Linked DNA regions of Mus musculus: regions 1 and 2 are each linked to region 3. Evidence: chromatin contacts called from public HiChIP or PLAC-seq and promoter capture Hi-C data. All regions are on one chromosome and are shown on one strand. The core of a region is the stretch at or near the end of the contact, and the rest is flanking DNA. Distances in the headings are between cores, read along the strand shown.

Region 1 (4,955 bases), core at 2,356-4,855, 190 kb before region 3:
GGTATTAACTTCCACCTAGTGGTCAGTTCTAGAATTGAAACATGAAAATCCAAGAGGAAACTTTCCAGTGAATAAGCCTTAAAAAAAAAAGAAAAGAAAATCAAAAACAAGAACAAAAACCGAAGGCAAGATAAGATGTCTCAGCAATGCCTTACCAAGCCTCAAAACCTGAGTTCCATCCTCAGGACCCACAAAGTGGAAGAAAGAGGACTGACTACTGCAAGCTGTCCTGTGATCACACCTGCATGCACTCATACACATAATAAGTAAAGGTAGAAAAAACGGCCGGGGGCGGGGCAGCAGAGTCACAGAGGGAACACACCCTTACCTCCACTGTCTGATTTCTCCGAAATCCCAGATAATTTCCAAAAAGCTTTCATTTGCTCTGCATTCCTGTAATAAGAACAAGTATCTTCAAATTCAGTCTCTTATGTATCTAATACATGAATGGACACTCAATAAATGCACCTCAAATATTTTTATTGTAAAAACTATAGTATCTGTTCGGAAAAGGATGTAGAACTCTCTCCTCCTTCTCCAGTGCCATGCCTACCTGGAGGGCTGCCTTGATGATATGGACTGAACCTCTGAACCTGTAAGCCAGCCCTAATTTAATGTTGTCCTTTAGGAGTTGCCTTGGTCATGGCGTCTGTTCACAGCAATGGAAGCCTTAACTAGGATACTGTTCTTTAAATTCTATGCAGTCATAGCAACGGGCCTGCCACTGGCACGTGCAGGAGTTGGAGGATCTCCTCTACCTGGGTCCTCAGGTTTACTAAGGTCATCAGGTTTGCATGGCAATCACTTAACGCACTCACTATGCCACCTCAGCAGCCCAATTGTTAACTTAAGAGCTTAGAACTGTTGCAGCTGGAGACAAACAGAAATGCAAAGGATGACTGCAAAGATAGTTTACCATATTGCAGGAGGAAGGGACTGCATATTTGTGACACCTCCATCCACGGGAACCACCACCTGTATGTTGGAAAGCACACTCGGAGCGACCATAGCTTCTGGGTTGTACTTATAATCCACTCTCAGATCTGTGGTGCTGGCACTACATTTCCAGTAGGTTGCAAGATTTAGAGGAGTGGACTGAATGCCATTTGATGATACCTTTAAAAAGAATCAAGCAAATAACTGTCTTTGCCTGCAGAGTCTACAAGGCATGTTCATAACACAAACACTTAAGCCTGTGAATCTGCACAATCACAGCTGCGCAGCAAGGAGAGCGACTGTTGCTAGGAAAACACTCAGCTCAGAGGACCAGGAGGTAGGGTTACTGGTAAACTGCCATGATGCAGTACCCCAGGATCCAACTACAGGAAATCTGACTTACAACACAGTAGGGACAGCACCCAGAAACCAGCACTCTATTAAGTAATTTTTTATTATTTATTTTTATAAAGTCTAAAGCCTTTCAAAGGATTCTAAGAATCATCACTAATTATATATAAAATTATAAAAACTTAGATATACATCAGTGAGAAAAGAGGGATCCCATGTGGATCCCAAAGCCTAGAATTAATACACTTCTAACTTCCAATATTCAGTAACTTTAACCATAGTGAATGGCATGATTCCTCCTGACTCTCCAGCTTCTTTCTCAACGGGCTCCCTGAAGCCATTTTCTTTTGTCCAGACCCCTTTCCTTCTAACCTAACAATATTTCTTACTGATCATGCTTACCATCACCTTGTCCCAACGCTTAACAAGCACTAATTACATATGTTTCTTTTAGAAACACAAGTTATTTTAGTATCACTACACTATTAAAAATTCAAACATGAATAGAAAATAGAAAATTTGTCTCTAGCATGGGTGTGCATGCATATGTGTGTTGCCAGGAATTAAACTCTTATCTAACAGTAATAAAAACTCTAGAAACACTTAACTACGGTAGTATTAATAGAAACTATAATTGTCTGCTACATTAAACTTTGGTTGACTGCTTTGGCATTTCTTTATGAAGAACAATGATACTGGAATTTCCAGGCTAAATTCATGTACTACTATTTACTCAGTAGTTTAGTCACAAATACATGGTAAACACTTGGTCGTGGCTGAAAGTCATTAACATATTCTCAATTTCTCAAACAATCTTGCGCTCTTGGAATGGACCTTGTTTGGCTCTGACATTTTATTCCTTTAGTGTTCTGCCAGATTCCACTCGTTTCTATGTAAATTTAAGGTTGTCACGTTGACAGGGCACTCACCTGGTATTTTAATACATCTACATTATAATAAGAAGCAGCTGGATTTTGTTCTGATAGCTTCTTGAGGTAGATAGTAACAGCTTGCATGTTCATCCAAAAATCTTTTGTGTTGGAATCACACTGTGATGGATCACTGCAAGTGTAAGAAACATTGTTATTTGACTTATCTTTCTCTTTCCTTTATTTACTCAGTGACCTGGGAAATATTATTAGAAATGAACCCGAAGGTGGGATGAGGGAGAACTAAGAAGATGAAGAACAGAGCACAGCAGTTTCCCTGAAAAACAGCTAGCAGAACTAACAGGAAACAAGAGGCTAGCAAAAAGCTGCTTTCCTGTAACAAAGACCGTTGGCATTGTCCTCAAAGTCCACATTATTTCACAGAGCAAACCTTCTTAAGAAGAGCCTTCAATGCTAATCTTAGCAGCACGGCACACTAACCTGAACACAAGCTGGGAGTTTGGAAGGATCTGCTCCAGCCTGCTGATGTTCTTCACCCTAAAGCACAGCACAGCTGGGGAGGGGTTGCTGGTGAAGACTTTAATAATCCCACTGGGAAATGATATTGTCACGTCTCCCGTGATCTTCACAATACACCTGACAAGGGAAGACATTGGCAAGTTCTTAGATAAGACGTTCTAATCTCTCAAAAGTATGCTTGGCTATAAAGGTGTGTGTATACATACATGTATCTATGTAAGCATACTCACACACATATATATTTAAATCCTTTATTATAACTAAGGTAAATTAGTCTTAGAAAACTATAAACATAGGATACTTCTTTGTGTGTGGTAGCCATCCTTGGAAGACCTGTAGGGAGTGCTCCACTGGTAACACCATCACTAACTCCTTGCAGATAGTTTCTCCTCTTGAGCCCTCTGGGCTTGGTGTGATGGCTGCTCTTGTTCCGTTTCTTCCATTGAAACTCATGTTCATAAGGTACTGTTTAGATCCCCCGCAGACCATCCTCAGCGGTCCCTGGCTCACTGCCCCTCTCTTTGCACCACTATTCCAGCATAATTTTTTGTAAAGCTAACTATCCATCCAGATGACCCTTTCAATGTCCGTCATCACCTAGCTTTTCAGTGTCTTTCTTACAGTGGCTCTGTCCTTGAGCTCACTCAGCCAGGCCACAGTCCCTTCATAGTTTCACAATCCTCACTCATCTACTCAGATTCCTAATTTGTCTAACTCGTCCAATCTATTATCAACCTACTTCCTCACCATCCTACCCCATTTCCATTAGCCTTTTAAACATCACACCCTTACACACCATCTGTGAATCTCCAGGTTCCTCACTAGACACCCTCCTTTGTATAACTCTCCTTACACCTTCACTAAGACTTAGCTCAACAGCCTTGGCTAAATTAGCTTCCTCCCCACATTGGCACAGCTGACTGTGAATGAGAAACGTCCACATGGCCACACCTCTCCCATCTGCTCCCTGAGCGTGATATGGTAATCTGCCCCTGTCTAGTCACTCACGGTTCTACCACCTCAGGGCCTCTAACCTCAGGGCCTCTATTTCTCCTCAAGTCTACACTTACTCAGTGAGCTCCAGAATCATGTGTGAAGCTACCAACTTGTCCACATTAATAGCACTCAACAAGTACTTCAAACCACATTCTAATCTCAACAAATCTTCATAACCACTTATAACTTTTCCTGCTAATATTCAAGTCACCACCATCTCTTATCTGGGTTTCTGCGGCTAATCTTATTTTTCTTGAGTTTAATTCTCCAAAGAACAGCCAGAATATTACAAAACCACAAATAACTTCATGACCTCTCAACTCAAGAGTGTCCACTTGCCATGTTGCCTTACTACAGTTGAATTCCCAATTCCTTACCATGACCTACAACAGCCGATCTGGCCTGGGCCCTCTCTGGATGCATCCTCAACCTTTTCCTATGCAGTGACCTACCTCCCTTCACCGTCTCCTGAGTTTTCCAAGCATGCCTTTACCCAAGATCCTCTCCCAAGAGTGAATGGTTTGCTCCACTGTATTTTTCAAATAGCTGCTTAAAATCTCCAAAAGCTTTTTTCCCTACTGTAATTTTCCACCTTCATACGCCCCTCTTAGTAACATGTATCAATGCATACTCTATCTGCTTCTCCGATGTTTTCTTTACTATAATGCAAGCTCAGGAGACCTCTGTTTTCTGAAGTAGCTTTAGTACTTATCAAGAGACTTACTAGTGTAATAGTGCACACCTGTAATACCAAGCAGTTGGAAGGCAGAGGCAAGTGGATCTCTGACTTCCAGGCCAGCCAGGGGCACACAGAAAGACCCTGTCTCGTGAATAACCAAAACAAACGAAGGAAGGAAGAAACGAGGAAGGGAGGGAGGGAGAAAAAAAAGGTCTTACACATAGTGAGCGCTCAAGTACTTTGTGAATGAATATATGCTGAATACTTTAGTGAGACAGTAGGAATGGAGGCTGGAAATAGCTTGGAAAATAAAGAGTGCTTGCTGCTCTTATAGTGGACCCAAGTCCAGCTCCTAGCAGCCACATCAAGCAGTTCATTCCAGTTCCAGGGACTCCAATGCCCTCTTCCAGCCTTTGTGGGTAACATACGTGTATTCAGGGGAGCATATACACATCAAACAAAAGCAAAGTCTTAAAGCAGATGTAACTTTTCTCAAAAGCAAGATGCTAAAACATGTGTGTAGGAAATGTCTGTATGTATATGTGTGTGTGTGTGTATATATATATATATGTGTATATATATAT
Region 2 (5,113 bases), core at 505-3,004, 200 kb after region 3:
GCAAAATTCTTTATATCAGAGTCGAATTTAGAGCCCTCTAAATAATTACACTTATATAATTATGTAATTTTCTTAACTCTTGAGAATTTCTCACATGTATACACCATTTCTCACACGAAATAGGTCATATCCATGCCAGTCTCTTTCTATATTTCCCATGTCCCTCCATACTTACCTCTTCTAACTCCGTTTTCTCCTCTTCCTCCTCTTCCCCACTGGATTCAATTAGTACCATCTATATGTGCATGCATGTGGGACCATCCACTGGGAATAGAAAACCTACCAGCGACCACGCCCTCAAAAAGCCGGTTCTCCTTCCCCAGTAGCTTATCAATTGCTAGTAGCTCCTCAGTAGGGGTAGGGCCTAGAGAACACCGCCTTAATCTGTGACTGAATTCTCTGGCTGACTTGACCTTGTGCAGGGAGCCACATCTGCCTAAGTACGGTGTGAGTACAATCGCCATCTCGGATCCAGAAGACGTTTCACGTCGCTCCTCCCCACCCTCCAGTTCTTATGTTCTTTCTGATGCAGTTCAGATCCAGGACAAGTGGTGGAGGTGCATATTTTACACACCAAAGAGGACCAGAGCTCCAGGTTCTCCCAGCATCCTTCAGTCTCTATGTATACAGGGCATGGCTGGCATACCCTGCCCTCTACCCTGAATTTTACAGCCCAGGGGCTGGGCTTCCCCTCCCCCATAAGCTCCTCCCGGTACAATCCAGGCATTTTGTGCTCTCTCTCTCTCTCCCTCCCTCCCTCCCTCCCTCCCTGTTCCTCAGTACTCCCACTCTCTTCCTCCCCCTCCTTCCTTTCCCTCCTCCCCCTCTCTCTCTGTATTTTCTCTCCCTCTTGTGAGCAAGCCCTTTCTCGATTTCTGTCTGCCCTCCTCCCCAGCCACTCCTCCCACCCCCATCCCCCACCCCTGTCTCCCTCACCCTGGGCCACTTTCCTGGCCTCATTTCTTGGGACCCTGAAGTCACTCCCCATGAAGGGCTCCCCCTTATATTCTCCAATCTGGTTTGAATTGGCTCATTTCACCAGCAGAGAAAAACTTTCACTTTCTCCCTACTCTTCCTCTGTCTCCTGAGCCTTGGAGGAGCAGGGGTAGGGTTAGTTAGCAAAGATGTCTCTCCTAGGGCTGAGCACTCAAGTTCCTTTCTCACCACATTCACCAGCCATGACTCTCTGCATTAGTGGCCGATACTGTTGAGAGCTGCCCTCTCTGTCCATGGTGGATCAAATTTTGAATATTTAAATTTTCTACACATGTGATATTAGGAGACCATTGGAAACAAATTGAGAGAAGCACAGATTAAAGACTTGGGGAATATACCTCACCAAGCAAACTTCAAATAAAACAAAAGGCAGAGATGGCTTTAACTTGAGGAATGGGCTAAAAGAGTCTTTTCTAAGTTTAAGGGAAAGTCGGTGTTTTTCTGGGCAAGAGAAGCTGGAAAGAGGAGGGGGGAAAACAGAAATGGAGCAAAGTGCTGGTGGCTGATGGAGGAGTGTCTAGGAGAGAGTCTCAAGTGTAAAGAAAAGACCTTGAAAAGAAAAGAGCATTTCCACCTTTGAGACATGGTCTGAGGTGGGTGGGTAAAGAGGCACATTGTTAGGTCACACCGAATGATCTTATATGGTCAGGGGGCGGAGAAGTGGAGAAGAGGGAGAGGAGAGAGGAATGTGGAAGGGCTTTTGGCAGGAGTCTGGCAGGGAGTGACCCAAATACCTCTGGATGCTAGGAGCTAGCTGAGTGAGATCGGCTGGGTCCCTAGGAGCATGAGCAGGCCTGGGGACAAGATGTCCTTTGGCATTGCTCAGCAGGCTGGGAGCAGGAGGACAGGAAATGGGTGGAATGTAACAGCTGCACACACAAATGTCCGTAGCTGGAGATCTCAGGAGACTCTGTGCATCTGACTCCCGTCCTCAGTGAATGTTCCAGTTACATGATATCATTTCTTCCCTTTGAAGATCATTATGAACCTTGGGCCAGGAAGAAATGCCATAATTTGTCACTGAAATGTGTGGTGCGTAATGGAGAAAATATGGAAAGGTCTAAAACTTCAACAGTGCCTAACACGAGGCTGGGGAGAGGGCTCGGGCAGTCCAGTGCTTGTCTTGCAAGTTCAAGGACATGAACTCAACTCTCAGAACTCACATAAAAGAACTGGGTGTGGTTGCATGATTTTTAAAATCCCAGCACTGGCGAGAGGAGGAGACGAGCAGATACCTAGGGCTTGCTGGCTAGCCACCCTACCCTACTCAGTGAGCTCCAGGGAGAGACTCTGTCATAAAAAACTGAAGGGTGAACTCAAGAGAGGTGGGCTGGCAGTTAAGAGTAGTTGCTGCTCTTTCTAGAGGACCAGGTTCAGTTATCTGTAAATCACATGGTGGCTTATAACCTTGGTAGTTCCAGTTTCAAAGGATCTGATACTGTTTTGTTTGCCCATGTGGCCACCAAACACATGTGGTGCAGGAACACACTCACTCATATACATAAAATAATTATACTGAAGGGGAAAAAAAATCAAATTTTAGCTGGGCAGTGGTGGTACACGCCTATGATCCCAGTGTTCAGGCAGTAGAGGGAGGCAGATCTCGAGGCTAGCCTGGTCTACAGAGTGAGCTTCAGGACAGCCATGGCTACACAGAGAAACCCTGCCTTGTAAAACAACAAACAAAAAACAAACTTTAATATATTAGAAAGATAAAGTTGGACTCTGCACACACTGGCAACCACATGACTCACAAATACACACATACCAAAGATGAGCAATTAAAAATTTAGTTACTGGGGGCTGGAGAGATGGCTCGGAGGTTAAGAGCACTGACTGTTCTTCCAGAGTTCAATTACCAGTAACCACATGGTGGCCATAACCATCTGTAATGAGATCTGGTGCCCTCTTCTGGTTTGCAGACATACATGCAGGCAGAATACTATCTACAGAACAAATAAACCAATCCCCCCCCCCAAAATTAGTTACTGACTAGCATTGCTTCAGATCATAGTGTGTATAGATGGTATCAATGCCCACTTCATATTCCAGTCTGTGTAACGAAACACTGATCCTCATGTTCTTCTGTAGGTAGATCTTATCACAGACTATCTAGTGTCAATCATTCTCTAAAACAAAATGCTCAAGAAATTGAACTAGAATTAAAATACCTGGGCTCCATTCCAGCTTTGTCACCACCGATGTGCCCCCCAAGTCATCTTACCATTCCTTGGCCTTAACCACTCGTTTGTAAAATAGGAAACTAGATGAAATCTCTCATAGCCCCAATGTTATTACATAGTCCTACAGTTTCCGGCCTTCCTTTAACAAAGATTTTTCTCTGTGAGTGCTGTCCAAGTTGGACACTAGGGGTCACGTTCAGATAACCACTCACAAACACATCTGCCTGTTTCCTCAAGAGAAGGTCCCGAGCAGCTAGAGGATGCGCAACCTGCTTTCTCACTTAAAGGACTTTGAATGCTCTGTGCTGTTTCCCTTTCCGTTCACTGGGCTTGAGGGCGGGGCAGGAAGCCAGGCTTCTCCATCAGCTTTTCCTTTGGGTTAACGTTATTTTCTTCCTTTCTCACTGTGATCCCCAACTAGTTCTTCAGTTGTGAGGCAAATTATCAATCTCAATGATTCATGATTTGCCTCTACCAGTACTTCTTTGCTAGGTAGGCTGGCCCCAAATCAGAACACCTCAAAGACAAGGAACAGACAAACAGCCTCCTTTGTGAAGACTGGCTTCTCACTGAATGGTTAGCAATTCTTGTACTGCGTGGTGCTTCTGAGGCAAGCGGGTTTCTGAGTTCCTTGTAATCTTGTTTTACTGATCTGAGCATTCCTCTGTCAAGCATAGATCCCCATTTGTCCTCTTTCAACAGTTGGTCTTGGGGTAGTCTTACACGCGTTCGCGACCGGCCAGGAAAGACGCAACAAACCAGAATCTTCTGCGGCAAAAGCTTTATTGCTTACATCTTCAGGAGCCAGAGAGCAAGAGCGCAAGAGAGCAAGAGAGCAAGAGTGCAAGAGAGCAAGAGAGCAAGAGCTCTATTGCTTACATCTTTAGGAGCCAGAGAGCTTTATTGCTTACATCTTTAGGAGCCAGAGCGCAAGAGTGCAAGAGAGAGAATGGTGAAACCCCGTCCCTTTTAAGGAGAATTATCCTCCGCCTAGGACGTGTCACTCCCTGATTGGCTGCAGCCCATCGGCCGAGTTGTTGTCACGGGGAAGGCAGAGCACATGGGGTGGAAAACTACCCTTGGCACATTCGCAGATTATTTGTTTACCACTTAGAACACAGGATGTCAGCGCCATCTTGTAACCGCGAATGTGAGGGCGGCTTCCCACAGGGTAGGTGGGCAATTCAAATGAAAATTAAAATGATTCACCATTGTAGGGAAAGGATAATTCAGTAAGCCATTTCCACGTTTAATAGCAATGCTTCGAAGCATCTCTATGGTGCTGCAATCTCGAAGTGTTTTCATGTGTATCATTTCCTTTCATAATCACTATGTGTCCCTTCTCCACCCTCCTCTCATCCTCCTTTGGAATAAAGGCCAAAAGGGACACAGAAAAGACAGAGGGGGATGGTAGGCAGCCTGGGGAGCAGAGTGAAGCTCGTCTTGGCAGTCTGGGTTAGTGTCTTGGCTGCATCCCTCGGCAGTCACATATTGGCATGACACACCCCTATGTTTGGATGTCCTTCTCTGAAAAACTGGCTCTGAATACCTCCTTTTTGGGTTAATGGAAAGATGGTCTTTTTGGAGAACCAGCCAGTCTCCATCTTAAGCTTAAGAGTCATCTTATGTTAAAGACAAAACAGGTTCATTCCATTTAAGATTGAACCTCTATTTTCTCAAGGATTGGGCTAGAACCTTAACTACAGATGTTTCTGTGCTCTGTTCCAGGAATGACAATCACGTGTGTGTTTCATGAGGTTGTTGGCGAACTTGTTGTGGTTGTGTTCTGCTCCTGTAACCCCACCTATTTCCCCTGTCAAATCCCTCATTTGGAATTCCCTTACCCCTGAACTATATAAAAGGCTCATCTGTCTTCCTCACATCTGTGGCTACTCTCTAAAATTCCAACTCAGAGAGAGAGAGCCAGCTGGCCA
Region 3 (4,889 bases), core at 286-2,785:
CACAGCTAGGATCTTTTTTTTTTTTTAAGATAAAATTCTATCCTGTTGCTATTATATAATGGCAAAAAGGCTTTTAGGAATGGAGGGAGAAATACAAAAATATTTTCTATAGGTCTTTCAGTGGGAGGAATTCAGTAATTTCTGGCCAGGGCAGGATGGAAAAGCACATGGCTAATGGAAGGCCGAGGCCCTCTTCAGAAAGGGAAGACGAACCACTCACAGTGCAGTAGGTGTACACGGACTCAAGTAAAAGCTGAATTGCCAAACCACTATTCACCCACACACGGCAAGTGTCAAGGAGTTTAAAATAAATCGGCCACCTCTAAAGTAGTATTTTTCCTTTGCACTTGCAAATTTCCACATAGACCAGCCATTCTCTAGAACCAGGACGGAGGGTTACAGGACAGTAACAAGGATCACTTCTCACCAACTACAAACCATCCACTTACTTCATTAGCACACTTTCTTACCACACTTAAGTGAAAGTTTCGATAGGGAAACTCAAAACCCAGCAGGTACTTTTGGTATCCTAAAGATGAACACGTCTGAGCGTGCACATTGCAGACAGACAGGTCAGTTCCAAATACTGATTTCACCGAATATTTTGCATTTAAGGAGCGTCTTCTCTTTAGGGGGGAAAAGCATTGCTTACGTACTCATTGAAGCCATCACTGTTTTTCGAACAGGACATACTAAGCTTCTTAATACAATCTCCCCAACTAGTGGACAGCCTCTGACTTCGTTTCTACAGTTAACAGCTGATTCGCGACTGGCGTAACAAAGTGAAACTGTAAACAATCCCTGCAAACCCCACGTGATTAAAAAAAATTAAGCCCCGCGAGATCATTTCTAAGAGGAAGAAAGCCTTTCTAAAGCCAGTTTGATTGTGGTGGCGGGTCTGTTCCTCGGCGGCCCTTCCCCGTGGCGTGGGCAGACAGAGGCAGACGTGCAAAACCCACAAACCTAAGCAAAACCCGTAGTTACAAACATTAAAATTATGTTCACAGGTCGCGAGGCCAGCAGGCCCTCGGGGGAGACGGATCAGCTGGCTGCAGAAACCGGAGTGTGCGAGGCTCCGGGACAAAGACCGGCGACCTCGGGCCCTCGCACCGTGCGGCCTGACGGGCATCGCAGCGGCTCGGCCCGCCAGCCTCCCGCCACCCCCAGGACCGACCTCCCGCTCCTGGGGCGCCGCCTGCCCTGTCCGGGACCCGCAGGGCGCCCGGGACCGCAGCTGTTGGGCTTAGAACCGCGCCGTCGCCGGCGGGCTCCAAACGGCCAGGCCCCGTCCGAGAGGGCGGACAGCGGAGCGCGGTCCCCTCGGCGCGGCGGCCGGTCGGAGCTCGCTCGGGCCGCTTCCCACCCGCCTCCGCCCTGGCCACGCACCCTCACGCCAACCTACCCGGTCCCACACCATCCCAGAGGCCTCCGGCGCTCGGGCCTTTCTGCCGAAGCGGCGCTGCCTCCCGTCCGGGGCCTGAAATGGCTGCGGAACAAAGAGAATCCGGGCTCCGGCGAGCGCCGGTCCGATTGGCCGGGGGGCGGAGCCCGGCGCGGGAATCTTCGGCGGCGGTCGCCTTGGCAACGGCGACGGGGCTGGGAAAACTGCGGCCTGGGCCTGCTGGCCTGCGTCGGGAAGGCGGGCGGGCGGGCGGCGCGCCCCAGCGGTTTTCACCAAGCGGGGTCCCGGGGTCGACGCCTCGGCCCCGTGCCCGCCTCACACCCCCTCGCGCCCACTGCAGCCCCCACAAGCCAGCCTGGGGCTCAGTCGCGGCCTCCGCTGCCCAGCCCGTTGAGTGTGAACGCCCAGATGCACGGCCCTTCCGGCGGCAGGTGACGTGCGTGCCCGGAGTGCACTCGTGTCCCCCCCGGGAGACCGCCGAGCCCAGAGCCCGGCGACACCCACCAGGCCGCTCGTCCCACAGTCGAACTGTTACAGCTTTCCTGGGACAAGGCAGAAGGGTGTGGGCGGACGGCGGCCCCCTTGATAACACAGGGGCTTCTGAAATGTGCTGATGTAGCACGAAACTACCATATAAAACCAAATGAAATGATTTAGAAAATTAGGTTTACATCTCTAGGTATGTTTCTACTATAAAGCTAGTTCCCTGAGCTTGGAGATAATAAGCTCTCCTCTCTCCTTATACAGCCACCACCAGAGAGGTACTGTAACTTCAAGCTGAAAGTGTTTTAAAATGGGAGAGGTAGGCACTTTTCAAGCCAGTTGCAATAATGGTAATGAAGAGAGGTGAATTGTTCTTCCCAGTGGTAGCACACGCTTTTAATCCCAGCACTTGGGAGGCAGAGTCAGGCAGACTTCTGAGTTCAAGGCCAGCCAGGGCTATACTGAGAAACCCGGTCTTGGAAGAATCGTTCTTCCCTGCCTGGTTATTTTTACACAAACTTACCACGTATGAGTATTTTAAATATGCACAGCAAGGTGGTCCTTTTTTCTGAGTGAGTGGCCAGCGAGAATTATCTTCACATCAGTGCTTTCAACTGCCTTAGTGTTACATACTTCTTGTTTAGGCAGTGATTGCTCTCCATACACTTTACAGGTAAAATTATTGTACCTAATTCTTGAAAAATGCTAAATATTTACAACTTATTTATTAAGAAGCTTAAAAATCTTCACTTGTAATACTTTTTAGTGTTACAATTAGCTTAACTCAAAGTTTGAGACTAAAAGATGGTTTTTATCATCAGAAAGCTGAAAATTGAAAGGGAAAATATTTAAAATTACTAAAATATGGCCAGGCATGGCAGCCCACACTTTTAGTCCCATCACTCCAGAGGCAGAGGCAGACAGATTGCTGAGTTCCAGGCCAGCCTGGCCTACACAGAGAAACTTTGTCTCTATCAAATAAAATAAACATTTTTAAATGTTGATTTAATAGAAGTTAGATAGAGTAGTGTTCTTGGAAAGGAATTTTCTAAGAAGGAATATGTCCTAAGAAAAACAATTTAATGTAAACCTTCCTCCAGAGCAGTTTGGTGAGTCTGCAAAAAAATTTACTGCAAGGAAAAATGTAAACAGGTCTTATTTTATACTTAAAAGCTTTCATTGTAGAGTAGAGACTTGTAAAAATCAGATGATTGTGTGATTGTGGTAACTGAATCTTACATTGCTGGAGATTTAAAAAATAAAATAGCATTAAAATCTATAAGATTAGGGGCTGGGAAAATGGTTCAGAGGGTAACAGCCTTTGTTTTTGCAGAGGACCTGGGTTTTAGTCTCCAACCATGAGGTAGCTCATAACCGTTCATAATTCCAGTTCCAGGGGTCCAATGCCCTGCTGACCTCCACAGACACTAGGCATTCCCATGATGTGCGTGGCAGCAAAGCACTCATACACATAAATAAAACTAAAGATGAGCAACTAAGGATTGTTGTAGGACCTACACCAAGCAATGAAGAAGAATTTACCTAAATACTACTTTGGGAATAAACAAAGCTAACTGGAAGGAGGAAGGATTGAATATTAATTAGTATATATAAAAGGATTTATTCCCTTGAATTCTTTTTAAAGAAAAACATTTTTTTTTTGGTATTTTATTTTTGGTACTTTTTGGTATTAAAGGTATGTGTTACCACCACCCCACATGAATTTTTCTTTAGGCAGGGCATGGTGGCGCACACCTTTAATCCCAGCACTTGGGAGGCAGAGGCAGGCGGATTTCTGAGTTCAAGGCCAGCCTGGTCTACAAAGTGAGTTCCAGGACAGCCAGGGCTACACAGAGAAATCCTGTCTCGAAAACAACAACAAAAAATTCTTGGTTATTAGATATTATAAAGTTGAGATGGGGCTGGAGAGATGACTCAGTGGTTAAGAGCACTGATTGCTCTTCCAGAGGACCTGAGTTCAATTCCCAGCAACCACATGGTGACTCACAACCATCTGTAATGGGATCCGAAGCCCTCTTCTGGTGTGTCTGAAGAGAGTGACAGTGTACTCACATACATAAAATAAATAAATCTTTTTTTAAAAATTGGGATGAGATAATCTAAGAATCTATTCTTTCATTGGATTGAAATGAGAATGTGACTATACAGAGATTCTGGGTAGAGATGCTTTAAATAAGTGATCTTTGACTCTGATCTTAAGCTAAAACTACTCTTACTCATCTTAAGGCTTATGACCATATGTGATTTAATTTTTCTTTTCTGCTATTTTTTTCCTTAGTGTACAGGATACCAGCTACTGCGTGATGTTTCCTCTTTACGTTTCATGTGGTGAAACTCTGCAGACATGTTGGCATTTTTCAATGACATATACTGAAATTTAAGATGGTAATAAACTTTGCTTTTAACCTTAAAACCTTTCTGTTCTTTAGTTAGTTCCTCTTTTTTTTTTTTTTTTTTTTTTTTTTTTTTTTTTGGTTTTTGGAGACAGGGTTTCTCTGTGTAACCCTGGCTGTCCTGGAACTCACTCTGTAGACCAGGCTGGCATTGAACTCAGAAATCCGCCTGCCTCTGCCTCCCGAGTGCTGGGATTAAAGGCATGCACCACCACGCCCGGCTTAGATTATTTTTAAATTACAATATATTTAATAAACATATTTTATAGCAAATATATTAAGTATTTAATAATTATTAGCACAATTATTTTATTAATTATTAGTAATAAATCATTACTAATGCTACATAGAAGCTCACTAAGATAGAGCTGGAGTAGTACCTGAAGTAGGCAAGCTTTAAAATAGAGTACTTCTCAGAACCATTTTTCAGTTGTGCCCCTGGAAAGACACTGTTGTCTTACCCAACCTTCTTTCCTTCTTAACTCTTGATTCTGTTTAGCACTACACAGTTTAAGGAATTGTCTTCTGCTTTGAAACATCTCCAGATTAACATTAAGGAAAATCTTTTTAAAGAAATAATTTAGGAGAAT

What was found. Promoter capture Hi-C pulls out the DNA fragments that hold promoters and counts their contacts. HiChIP or PLAC-seq counts read pairs in DNA pulled down with a chosen protein or histone mark.
Region 1: a contact with region 3 is called in a promoter capture Hi-C map of fetal liver, with 2.2 times the contacts expected there. The contact joins the enhancer-like site here to the promoter of Tnpo1 in region 3. A contact is called at or near these places in 4 of 39 promoter capture datasets (the HPC-7 cell line, fetal liver, neutrophils and 1 more), 2 of 484 Hi-C or Micro-C datasets (the G1E-ER4 cell line and the HPC-7 cell line) and 1 of 9 other capture datasets (adipose tissue).
Region 2: a contact with region 3 is called in an H3K27ac HiChIP or PLAC-seq map of acute myeloid leukemia, with 5 times the contacts expected there. The contact joins the enhancer-like site here to the promoter of Tnpo1 in region 3. A contact is called at or near these places in 12 of 39 promoter capture datasets (the 3T3-L1 cell line, the C10 cell line, the HPC-7 cell line and 8 more), 25 of 484 Hi-C or Micro-C datasets (the BV-2 cell line, the C2C12 cell line, the G1E-ER4 cell line and 16 more), 29 of 115 datasets of contacts at active chromatin or transcription factors (the 230-238 cell line, DN3 thymocytes, the HPC-7 cell line and 21 more) and 4 of 9 other capture datasets (adipose tissue, embryonic stem cells, liver and 1 more).

The regions. Positions count from the first base shown.
Region 1 is chr13:98,729,861-98,734,815 of GRCm38.p6, forward strand. It overlaps Fcho2 (FCH domain only 2), which reads right to left. Exons shown (of 26, transcript NM_172591.3): 21 at 2,658-2,813; 22 at 2,217-2,349; 23 at 917-1,116; 24 at 329-393. Among named protein-coding and RNA genes, the nearest start is that of Gm9465, 14 kb to the left of the region's middle. Within about 2 kb of position 3,606, at least 5 of the 459 cell types and tissues checked have an H3K27ac peak or open chromatin away from gene starts, as enhancers often do. A contact at or near this core is called in fetal liver, where this site is marked.
Region 2 is chr13:99,123,312-99,128,424 of GRCm38.p6, forward strand. No RefSeq gene overlaps it. Among named protein-coding and RNA genes, the nearest start is that of Gm45938, 15 kb to the left of the region's middle. Within about 2 kb of position 1,755, at least 85 of the 459 cell types and tissues checked have an H3K27ac peak or open chromatin away from gene starts, as enhancers often do. A contact at or near this core is called in the C2C12 cell line, acute myeloid leukemia, adipose tissue and 11 more, where this site is marked.
Region 3 is chr13:98,924,849-98,929,737 of GRCm38.p6, forward strand. Tnpo1 (transportin 1) reads right to left here and starts at 1,536. Exons shown (of 24, transcript NM_178716.3): 1 at 1,403-1,536. The coding sequence starts at 1,417. Gm52051 (translation initiation factor IF-2-like) reads left to right here. Exons shown (of 2, transcript XR_003950643.1): 1 at 1-2,558; 2 at 4,185-4,313.